2 separate regions of the Rattus norvegicus genome follow, and region 1 is linked to region 2. A link is a contact called in public Hi-C data. All regions are on one chromosome and are shown on one strand. Each heading gives the region's core, a stretch centred on a gene start, on an enhancer-like site or on the middle of the called end of the contact. The rest is flanking DNA. Distances are from core to core; before and after follow the strand shown. Region 1 holds the start of Fen1 (flap structure-specific endonuclease 1). Region 2 holds the start of Incenp (inner centromere protein).

Region 1 (5,076 bases), core at 1,080-3,579, 300 kb before region 2:
ACAAATTGCAAGAATTGGCTTTCTCCTTCCACCATGTGTGGGTCCTGGGGATTGACCTCAGGTCACCAGGCTTGAAAGTGGGTGCATTTACCTGCGAGCCATTTTGCAGGCCATTTCCCACTTTCTTTTTAAATTTGGGTGGAAATTAGGGGACAACTTTCTGAGAGTCGCCTTCTGCTGTGACTGAGGCAAGGTCTCTCTTGGTTTTTGGTCACTGTGACTCATATCCCAGACTAGCCCTCAGGCTTCTGGGCATTTCTCCTCCATCCATTTTCCATCTTGCCATGTGTGCACTCTGGGATTATCACATCTGGCTTTTTTTGTTTTGTTTTTTTGAGACAGGGTTTCTCTGGGTAACCTTGGCTGTCCTGGAACTCACTCTGTAGACCAGGTTGGCCTCAAACTCACAGAGAGAGATCTGTGCCTCTGCCTTCTGAGATTAAAGGCATGCATCACCATCACCTGGTCACATCTGGATTTTAAAAAATAATGTGGGTTCTGGGATCCAACTCAGTTATCAGGCTTGCACAGCAAACCCTTTGCCCACGAGTCATCTCCCAGCCCTCTATCACATCTTAAAGTAGAGACGTGGAAGGCTGTGTAGTAGAGCATTTGCCTAGCATGCATGAAGTCTAAAGTATGATCCCCAGCACTGGGAAACAAAACGACAATAACAATGAAGAATGGCAGCAGCAGCTTTTCTTCCAGTGAGATAAGAGTGGCTAAGAGTCAGAGGCCCAGGCACATAAAGGGATAGAGGAAAATGGCTCTTAGGGTTGTTTTCTAGCTAATGATCACTACGTAAGCCATGGCTCTGCCTGGGAGAAAATGCATAAAGAAAAAGCTTGCTCACAATTTCCATTGCTTTTGGAATGGAATCTGTGTCCACACTCTAAGCTGTTGATTTGTGCAGGAAACAAGAACCTAGACTAGCACAGACAGCTCAAATTCTAATTCAGGAGTATTCTTTTTCACTGCCTTAGAAGGGAGCCACAGGGATCTCCTGGCAGAAGACAATTGGGATAATTCTGGCCCTAGTGAATCATCAGCGTCTGAGTTAAGTAGTTGTAACACTATTTTTGTCACAAGGCTGATGCATGATTGGAGAAAGATGAATGTTGACACAGCTAGCTTACTGCCCAGCATAGAGTAATTCCTCAATAGGTATTTGTTTCCTTCCTAAAGTTGCAGAGAAGACGATGAGATAATCCCTGTGAAAGGGCCATAAACGTAAAGTTCTGTACAAATGTTAACTTCCATTGTCACTCCCTAGCCAATGTTTCTAAAGTCCAGAACATAACAACTCCAGAGAAGTAAACTGAGCCCATTGTTCTAAGAGACACAGGAATTCAATTCAGTAAACAATTATGTCCCCCTTCCCCCCCTAAAAGAGCTAAGGACAATTGCTGCCATTTATGGAACCTCCAAATGCAGGCCCAGTGTTTAGCAACAGGAATACAAAGACGAATAGACATCATCCCAGAACTAGATGCACGTCAGATGGTGGTCACTAGGAGGCGTGGCAGAGAAAAAGAGAAGTCCATGAAACGTGGCAAGAGGTGTGCATAGACTGAGAGCTCCCAGAAGACAGACAAGCACCTATGAGAGATTTAAGTGTTTTATCAGGAAATGACATTTATACAAGGGCCTTGCGGGATGAGTAAGATTTCAGCAAGGGAAGCCTTCCAGATAATGATAACTGATCATAAAAAAAGAGAAACAAAAGCACGAGGGTTTTCAAAGTGCACCCTGTGACCTTGAGACTTATAATCAATGACTTCATAAGCATTGTGATGGAAATCTCACCCTGAGGAATACATGGTAAGGGGTTTGCTTTCCCGTCCCTAACTCAAACTAGAGTTTCAGCGGCGCCCCACCCACCGGGCACTGCATACTGAGGCCTCTACAGAAGAACACGGTGAGGACCGGGCACACAAGAGCCCTAGGTCCGGACCCACTGCGCTGTCCACAACTCCCATCATCTCACCATTTTGCCCCGCACAGGATAAACCACCGATCGCCACCGGAAGAACACGTCGGCAGGAGCAAGCGCGTTGAGCAACAGGAAAAGGATGTGGTCCATTGCGCGTGGCATTGTGGGACTTGTAGTCCCATGTTTTCAGGGTAACGGAAACTAGGACTTTGGGGACCTACTGTGAGTATCATGGGGTCGGACTGTGGGAAAGGGTGGTGTAAAGTTTAGGTTTTTAATTCATTTTTTCCCGGAAAGAATGCCCGCTGTGAAATCTGCTATCGGACGTGGCACGGCCTACACTACACTTCCCAGGAGGCTGTTCGCGCCTGGTAGGTCACGTGATGAGAGCGCGGGCTTTGGAAGGCGGCGAAGCTGGAAACGATTTCGGCTCGACATTGTAAGAACAGGCTTGTGGCTGTCCACAGAACACTGGGGATCCAAACCACTGCTAGCTAGGTGAAGCCTCGTGCACTCGAGGCGGAGTGAGGTCTCGCGGAAGCGTCTCCGAGAGCGGCGAGGGCCGCGAGAGCAACACCAAGCAGCCCGGGGCTTGGGCTATTCTCACTGATCCGAACATCTCTCTTCGCTGGTAGGAAGAAGGTGATACCCTCCTGCCCGTGAGGACTAAGAGATCAGAGCAGGTTCTTCCTAGGGCCCTTGTGAGGAGTATGGAACGGGGAGGTTTTCCTATTTATTGCTGACATCAATAGACAGTGTGTGCTTTTTTGTATTTCTGGCTAAGGCAGGTGTTGGAAATGTCCCAAGGACATTTCTGGGTAAGGGAAGCCTGGAAGATTAGTCAGAACAGTGGGGCCCAGTTAATAAGGTGATTGATAAGTTGGCCTTCGGGCACCGGGGCGCAGGGAAGCTAGGTGTGTTTTTATCCTGCCTACAGCCATTTCATTTAAGGCTTTGCTATCTGCAAGGTCCTGTGGAGGCCGGACCGAGACTATAAGAACAGAACAGGTTTCCCCCTGTGTGACTTAATGGGTGGTAATATCCTATATTCATTCTAGCAAAGTAGTGAGGTGTGAACCATGTGGTTGACTAGGGAACATGGCACAGCATTTGGTGATGTGTGTGTTCCATCTGGTGTTTTGGTTGACCAGTTCTGCAAGGCAGAAATGATTAACGTTCTTATTTTACAACTCAGAAATGACTCTTGTTTTACAAGATGTAGAGCACTTGCTAGGGCTCTAGGTCAATCCCCATTGGTGTACACACACGCACACACAAACACACCAGGTTCAAGGTTGAGTGTTTTATTTGACTTCTGAGTTAGGGATTCGACATGGGGCTTCATCCATTCTAGGCAAACTACTGTACTAGTGAGAGCCACAATCTTCAGCCCCAAGGCCGAGCGTTTGCTGTTTGTATTCTTAAAGGAACCACAGTAGTCCGGACCAGGAAGAAGTAAGAAAGGATGGCAGGAAGAAGACACAGCTTAGCAAGAGAGAGGCGGGCCTTTTTACTAGGCAATGGTGCCATGTATGCTGAGGTGTTTGTAGTCAGGAAGGGGACTGTATGTATAGTGCCTCTTGGGCTTCAGAAAAGACAGTGAAGTAAGATTGGAAACAAATAAGAGGAACTGACAGGACTTTCTTATGGCGTGGACGCACACTGGGCAAGCATGATGACCTTAATAAATTTATATATTAGAAAATTCTTTTCTTATACATTTAACACATTGATATAACTGGTACAATGCAGATATTTTTGTTTAAGATTGATTCTCTTTTCCCAACTTAATTTTTTGTTTGTTTTTGAGACAGGGTCTTACTGTGTAACCCTGGCTGGCCTGGGACTTGCTATGAGAATAGGCTGGCTTTGAACTCAAGAGATCCACCTGCCTCTGCCTTCCAAATGCTGGGATTAAAGGGATGTGCTATCATTCATAACAAGTTTTTTGTTTCGTTTGGATTTGTTTACCTCTTTTTCTTTAAAGTCCATTTAAAGAAAAATGGCTAGATAAAAGGAAAATTAATGTCTCAGTTGGAAGAGCCAAAAATTGTGAGGAAGTTTTGGAATTGCTTCCCTTGGAACAATTTGAGGGAAGTCTTGAACCACAGATGTGCAGTACTGGGCTCTGTGAATCCAGAATGCCAGCCCTTAAATCAGGATATGTGGTGGAAGTCATGGGCTTTATGTTTCAGTCTTAGTTCAGAGAGAGTACAATAGGAGGACTTAAAACTCCCCTGACATCCTGATAAAAACAGACCCTTAGGCACTAAGGGTGATGGGAAGGGTACCAGCATATGAGATGGTCCTCGTTCAGGGGTGTATCCCTCAGGTCTGCTGCATCAGTTAGGCATCAGTAGAGAAACAATAAGTCAGACGTCATATTTGCATAGCCGGTACTTAACCTGTTCTTAAGGGCTCACGTCTGCCTTTGTGATCTCAGGACCCTTCAAGCTGAGCCAAGCACTCTTGCCTTCTAGGGTCCGTGATGAAGATTAGAGTTGAAGTCACTCTGTGTGACAGATTGTGCTGTTGGGTTATTCAGAGCCCTTGAGTTATTCAAGAGCATCCAGGGTCTCATTCCTCGAAGCACCAGCTCAGCTTCTGGTTCTCAGGAGGCCTGCTTGTTAGTTGGATGCGCTGTAGATGTCCTGAATGAGGCTTCTGTTCCCCTTTGCATCTTCTGCTCTGTTGACTTAGAGTCCAGTTGTGTGTCATGTTAAATTTGATTAAGCATGGGGTTAATCAAATGCACCCTAAAACTTTTGTTCCTTCTGTACCTCCAAGATCCTCCTCTCACTTGTCTTTTGTTGTTGTTGTTGTTTGTTCTTTGTTTTAGCCATTGCTCCTGTGTTACCATGGGAATTCAAGGCCTTGCCAAACTAATTGCTGATGTGGCCCCCAGTGCCATCCGTGAGAATGACATCAAGAGCTACTTTGGTCGCAAAGTGGCCATTGATGCCTCCATGAGCATTTACCAGTTCCTGATTGCTGTTCGTCAGGGTGGGGACGTACTGCAGAACGAGGAGGGGGAGACCACCAGCCACCTGATGGGCATGTTCTACCGTACCATCCGCATGATGGAGAATGGCATCAAGCCGGTGTATATCTTTGATGGCAAACCACCACAGCTGAAGTCGGGG
Region 2 (5,626 bases), core at 806-3,305:
TAAAACCTGAACTAAGACACATGTCTTTAATCCCAGCACTTGGGAGGCAAAGACCGGTGGATCTCTGAGTTCAAGACCAGCCTGGTCTACAGAGCAAGTTCCAGGACAGCCAACAATACACAGAGAAACATTGTCTCAGAGAATGCTCCCTCCTGCCCCCAAATGGATTAGAAGCTATCTTGTTATAAGGTCAAACTAAGTTGATTCCTTATTTCTATAAAATTTGGGTTTGACCATGTCTTGACCCTGTTTTTGGGAATTTGCATGTTCCACACCCTATTCCCTGACCTCCACCCCATACGATCCTCTGAAAATCCCCCAACCCTTGAAACCTCCCTAGTTTTGTAGTTCTTGGGCTATTTAAATACCATCTTCTCTTGTATTTGATGCTGTTCTTCCAAACCCTGCTTTAGGAAGACAGCCCTGTATGACAGAAAATAAAGCTTGCTTAATTCAACTACGGAATTTGGGTAATGGGCTTTACTCTCCTTTGATCTACAGTGATGTCCTGCCTGCAGGATGTGTTGGGGCAATAGTGGCACAAACCTGTGGCAGTAACCAACCAATATCTGATTTGAGTTAAGGCCCACTCCATGAGATTGAATCCTGCTTGAGTGACCAACAATCTGAGAGACTAGATAGCTCTCAGGGACCTAGGGTTAAACTAAATACCACTGTCCTACTCCAGGAGCATAGCAATAAAACGACTCCTAATGACATTCTGCTACACTCACAGAGCAGTGCCTTGCTCAACCATCACCAGAGAAGCTTCCTCCTGCAGCAGATAGGAACAAGTACAGAGACCCACAGCCAGACATTATGCAGAGTGAGAGACTTCAGAATACTCAGTTCTAATTGGGATTTCTCCATCAAGTCTCTCCTGTCACGGTTCAGGAAACCCTGTGGAAGAGTGTGAGAGCCAGAGAGAATGGAGGTCACAGGATCAAAGCTCATATGAACTCAGAGACAGAGGGTGCATGCACAGAGTTTGCACAGGTCTGCATCAGGCTCTTGAATATATATTATGACTTCCAGTGTTTTTATGGAATTTCCGAGTGTTCAAACAAGTGGGTCTCTGATTCTTGTGCCTTCTCTTGGGCTCTTTTTTAAAAAAATCCAATTCAAATATGATAGGTTTTGTGTTATCTTATATTTTATATCTTGTTTTATTATTATTATCCCTTAGAAGCCTGTTTTGAAAGAGAGTGGATCCAGATGGAAGGGGAGGTCGGAACTGGGAGCAGAGGGAGGAGACACTGTAATCAGGATATATTATGTGAGTAAAGAGATCTATTTTCATAAAAAGGAAGGACAATTTAAAAATAAATAAAAACCCTTCTTCACCTGTTCAGGGATATTTATAGTTTCTCCCACCTCTTGGCAACTGAGAATGATTCTGTAAAGAAGGTAGAGGTGTAAATATTTGGAAATTGAGGTGTCTTATTTTACAGGTGGTGGTGACACACTTTAAACTCAAGACTTTACGTTTATATTTGGCCAGAAAAACTCTCTGTCCAATCTGGAGAGTACGTAGCAAACACTTCCGGGTGACAATCGCAGTTCTAAGGACACATTCTATAGTTATATGCCTGACTGCTCTTGGAGGGAAGGCTCTGTGAGATTTGCAATGTGTTTCTTTTTACTACTGAAAAGTAGCAGGGTCGCAAAGCTGTCATTCCGAACGCAGAACCACGCTGGACTTGAAACTAGCGAAGCCGCTAGCTCGAAGAGAAATGGGCGTCCTCCCACCAGAAGCCTGCCTTCGCAGTGCACGCTGGGACTTGTAATTCGGAGCTCCGCTCCCTCCGAGACCACACAACCACTTCCTCAACCCGTAGATTGCCGCGGCTTCCGGAAGTTGGGGCGTGTTAAAAGCCTCTACGTTCTTCTCCCCGCCTCCTAGTCCCACAGATTGACAGTAGTAAGAGCCAACAGATAAACGGACTCGTACGTCCTGTTACGTGATTGGTTTGGAGTTTTGTAACCGCCCAGACAAACTTAAGGGGAATTGGTTGAGCCACAATTTTGAAAATCGTAGATTCGCCCGCGCTCATTTCCCGGTTGGTTCTCGCCTGCGGCGAGCTCGCTGTACCGGGAGTCCTGCGGGCTTGGCTTGGCGGGAAGCTTTATCTGAGGAAGCCGCGGACTGGAATCGGAGTGGTCCGGGCAGACGTGGCGCCGCCGGGTGAGTGAGCGCGGGCGGCCGGTGTCGCAGGGTCGTGGTGCTCGTCAATTGGTCTCGGCCGCTTCTCTTCCCAGGGTAGGCCAGGGGAGTCACATTCGTCCCTCGTTGCCTGTGGTGTGGGGATCACTTCCAATAGTTCTGGGCTTGGAGATGAACTCCAAGTCCTTGCACTTGGGTCCCGGGATCCCGAGAATGGTCAGTTCTCTGCCCCACGCCGGGCGGGCCTAACACCTGTGCAGAGCCTGGGCTGCTCTGTAGATCCAGTCTTGAGTCTCTTTATGGCAACGGCTGCTCAGCTTCTTGCATCCCAGCTGAGCAGCATTTAAAAACTGTCCCAGATCCGGAGGCCGGTCCTGCTACTTATTTTGTCATTCCCTTAAGCGTAGGCTCTTGTCAGCAGCGCAGTTAAATCCAGTTTCCTGCTGCCCAGTGTTGGGATTGTGTCATTCAGAGCTTGGAGCTATTGTCCTGGAAGCCTGAGGATAGTAGTTGAAAGCATTTTAAATCCAGGCTCCGTCCTCTGATTTACTTTGTGACTTTGACCAAGATTTGTATGTGCATGGGTGTCTTGTGTGTGCATGGTTATCTTGGAGTATGTAGCAAGAAATAAATGAGAGGGTTCTTGGCATGGAGTAGGCCTCTGAATGGGAGAGCGGCTTTAGCGATCGATCTTACTGCTTGGAGGTGTGTGAGGAGAGGTGCTTAGTTAATTTTCTGCACCCCTAAAGGAGATGGCAGTGGCGGTGCTTATCTGGTGAATGGCACGGAAGAAGTGTTTGTGGAGAGGAAGTGACCTTCCTTCTCCCGGGGTGGCATTTGGTTATTTCATGGACTGAAGGTGAAGCTACCCAGGAGTCTGATTCTTGTTACACCTTCCTTTCTCAGAGTCACCTCTTCTAACTTTTCAGCGAGGGCTTGCTAGAAAGCACATTTCCCCATGGAAGAAGTGTGGTTTTGAACTTGGTGAAAGAAGCACTTACTGAGATTGTAGCTTGAACAAACATTTTGTAAAATTTCCCATTGACTACTTTCTGTTGCTCCTCTGCAAGTCTTTGGGGTCCTTGAACTGTTTTCTCTTTGCTGGCCTTGAACTGGGGTCTTGGACTTTGCCAGGGCTGTTTTCTGGTACAGGGGGATAGGGAGACTCAGTGCAAGGGCCATGCCCATGATCAGCTGGCTGCACAGTTAATGCTTTTCCCGAAAGCCTCAGTGTTCTTATCCATTTGATTTTGCCCCAGTTAGCGCTGCCTTTGGCAGTTTGAGCAGGGTGTGTATTGGCCTGTTCTAACCTGTGCCTAGTGAGCTGCTCTCACTGAGTGTCCCTGCGTGTGATGATGGGGGTTAGGATTAGTTGATGGATGGATGAATTCATTCCACAAATGCCAGACTTTTTTGTTGATGGGCAAGTCACAAGGCTCACGCTCAGAGAGCAGTGTTTAGTGGGTAGAGACCAGCAGGAAGCAAACAAGCAATCACACATTTGCTATGCCCATAACCGGAATCTGTGTGTGAGATCTTGGCTTGGATTAGAGGTCTGATCCTCCTTAAGGATCTGAAAGCTAAGTGAGGAAGCTGCACAAAATGGGAGACAGAGTTCCTAGAGGCCAGCACTTGTTTGAAGGACAAATGGGTAGTGTGCCGCATAAATCAGGCTGAAGAACGTCAAGGAAGATCCTAGAGTCACAAAATATCATGGCATTAAGTTCCAAGAGGACCAGTAGTCTGGCCCTGTCTTCCCTGACCCTTCTCTGTAGGTGAGAGGCTGAAGTATACATTCATGCTTCTTGCTTTTGAAAGTGTAGTCACGGAGGGGGCTCACTGTCCCTGCTCCTAGCTGTCACCCACTCTTGTTGTTTCATGCGTTTACCACTTGGGGTGCTGCTTATCGGGCCCCTGTTATGACAGTAACAGAATACTTCCACTTTTCTTAGGATTGTATAGCCAGGTCATAAGGCAGACATCCAGGCTCCCAGCTTTTAAGAGAGTAGGTAAACTGGCACTGCATTGTCTTTTGCTTGGTATTTATAGCCAGGTCTTCTTGAAAGCAGCACATTGCATACTCACTCACTTCATTCTCCCTTATCCATTTATAGGACATTTTGGCTCTACGAAGGGTTTTGGAGATCTCTTTGGAGAGCATGTTTCTGGACCCCTCATTTCTTATGCATTGCTGTAGAATATATAGCATATTTCCATCTACTGACCCTCCCATCCCCCAAATTAAAGACAGGGTCTCATGTAGGCTAGGTTGGCCTTAAACTAGCTATGTAGCTAAGCATGACCTTGAAATGATCCTGACTTTCTCAAATGTTGGGATCATAGCATGCACTATGCTCAGCTCTAGTGTCTATTGACTTGTTTATTTGTGCATGCATATGGGAACATGTATGACAAAGCTTTACCTGTGGAGATGCAACACACGTCTATTAACTCTAGATAGGGAACCCACAGTAGACAAAAGTATGGATACCACCAAAGTCCAACTTTGTGAACCAGTGAAGTTTTTTTTTTTTTGGGTTACTTATAGTAGTATCAGTGAGGGGTTACAGGCTGAAGGACAAAGGGGTAGTAAGTCCCATAAATCAAGTTGAAGAACTTCAAGGAAGACCCTAGTGGCTACAGTATACAATGGCATTAAGTTTCAGGGGCAGAACTTACTTACAGGAGCAGAAATGACTCAGACAGCTGCATCACTAAAGACCACGCCAGTATTGATAACAGTAAAAACTGGGAAACCTGCAGCACACTGCACAGCCTGCAGCTAGCTAAACAGGTTAAAGAGTGTCCTTTTCAAGTGACATAGTCCAGGAAGCTTGGCTGGTTTCTGCTTCTTGCAGCTCTGCTTGTTTGAGAATCTTCTTGGCAACTGGGCTCATTTGAGAGTCTTCTTTGTAGCTAGCTCAGCTGTTTGTCTGAGAGGGACTCTCAGGTTTTATTTGCTAACTCTGGCAGAGAGGGGCCTAGTGAATTTGGTCAATTTTAGGGACTTCCTGAGGCTTTTTTGAATTGACCTTCTTGTTTAAGGAGCTTCCCTGTAGATGGAATAGTTCAAATCTGGAAGGAAAGTGTTATACAAATGGGCAGTGTGGCATGGGTTGTGTAGAGGCCTGAGGGCAAATTGAAGGAGTCATTTTTTTACCATATGGGTCCCAGGGATTGAACTCAGGTCATCAGGTATGGTGGCAAGTAACTTAATCTGAGTTGTCCTGCTAGCCACCCACTGTCATTTTAAACTGACAACTGTTTAAAGAGACTTGGTGTCTTGATGATCTGGCCTCTGGAGGTCAACACAGGATGGCTATGTCTTAGTTCCCATCCATGAGAAGTGGGAGGAGAGCCCACAAGAAAGTAAACAGGTCTATACTTGGGTAAAGAGAGAGTGTGGCAACTTGGTGTTTCTCTTTGATCTAGGAAGATAGCGCGCACAGTCATATTAAGTCC

What was found. Hi-C and Micro-C count contacts between places; a contact is called where the count stands out from the background.
Region 1: a Hi-C map of the A7r5 cell line shows a contact between it and region 2, with 6 times the contacts expected there. The contact joins the promoter of Fen1 here to the promoter of Incenp in region 2. A contact is called at or near these places in 9 of 12 Hi-C or Micro-C datasets (the A7r5 cell line, the Rat2 cell line, Schwann cells and 6 more).

The regions. Positions count from the first base shown.
Region 1 is chr1:216,271,649-216,276,724 of GRCr8, reverse strand. Fen1 (flap structure-specific endonuclease 1) reads left to right here and starts at 2,329. Exons shown (of 2, transcript NM_001414456.1): 1 at 2,329-2,564; 2 at 4,773-5,076. The coding sequence starts at 4,792. It overlaps Tmem258 (transmembrane protein 258), which reads right to left and starts at 2,118. Exons shown (of 4, transcript NM_001401078.1): 1 at 1,988-2,118. The coding sequence starts at 2,095.
Region 2 is chr1:215,971,055-215,976,680 of GRCr8, reverse strand. Incenp (inner centromere protein) reads left to right here and starts at 2,055. Exons shown (of 18, transcript NM_001106335.1): 1 at 2,055-2,185.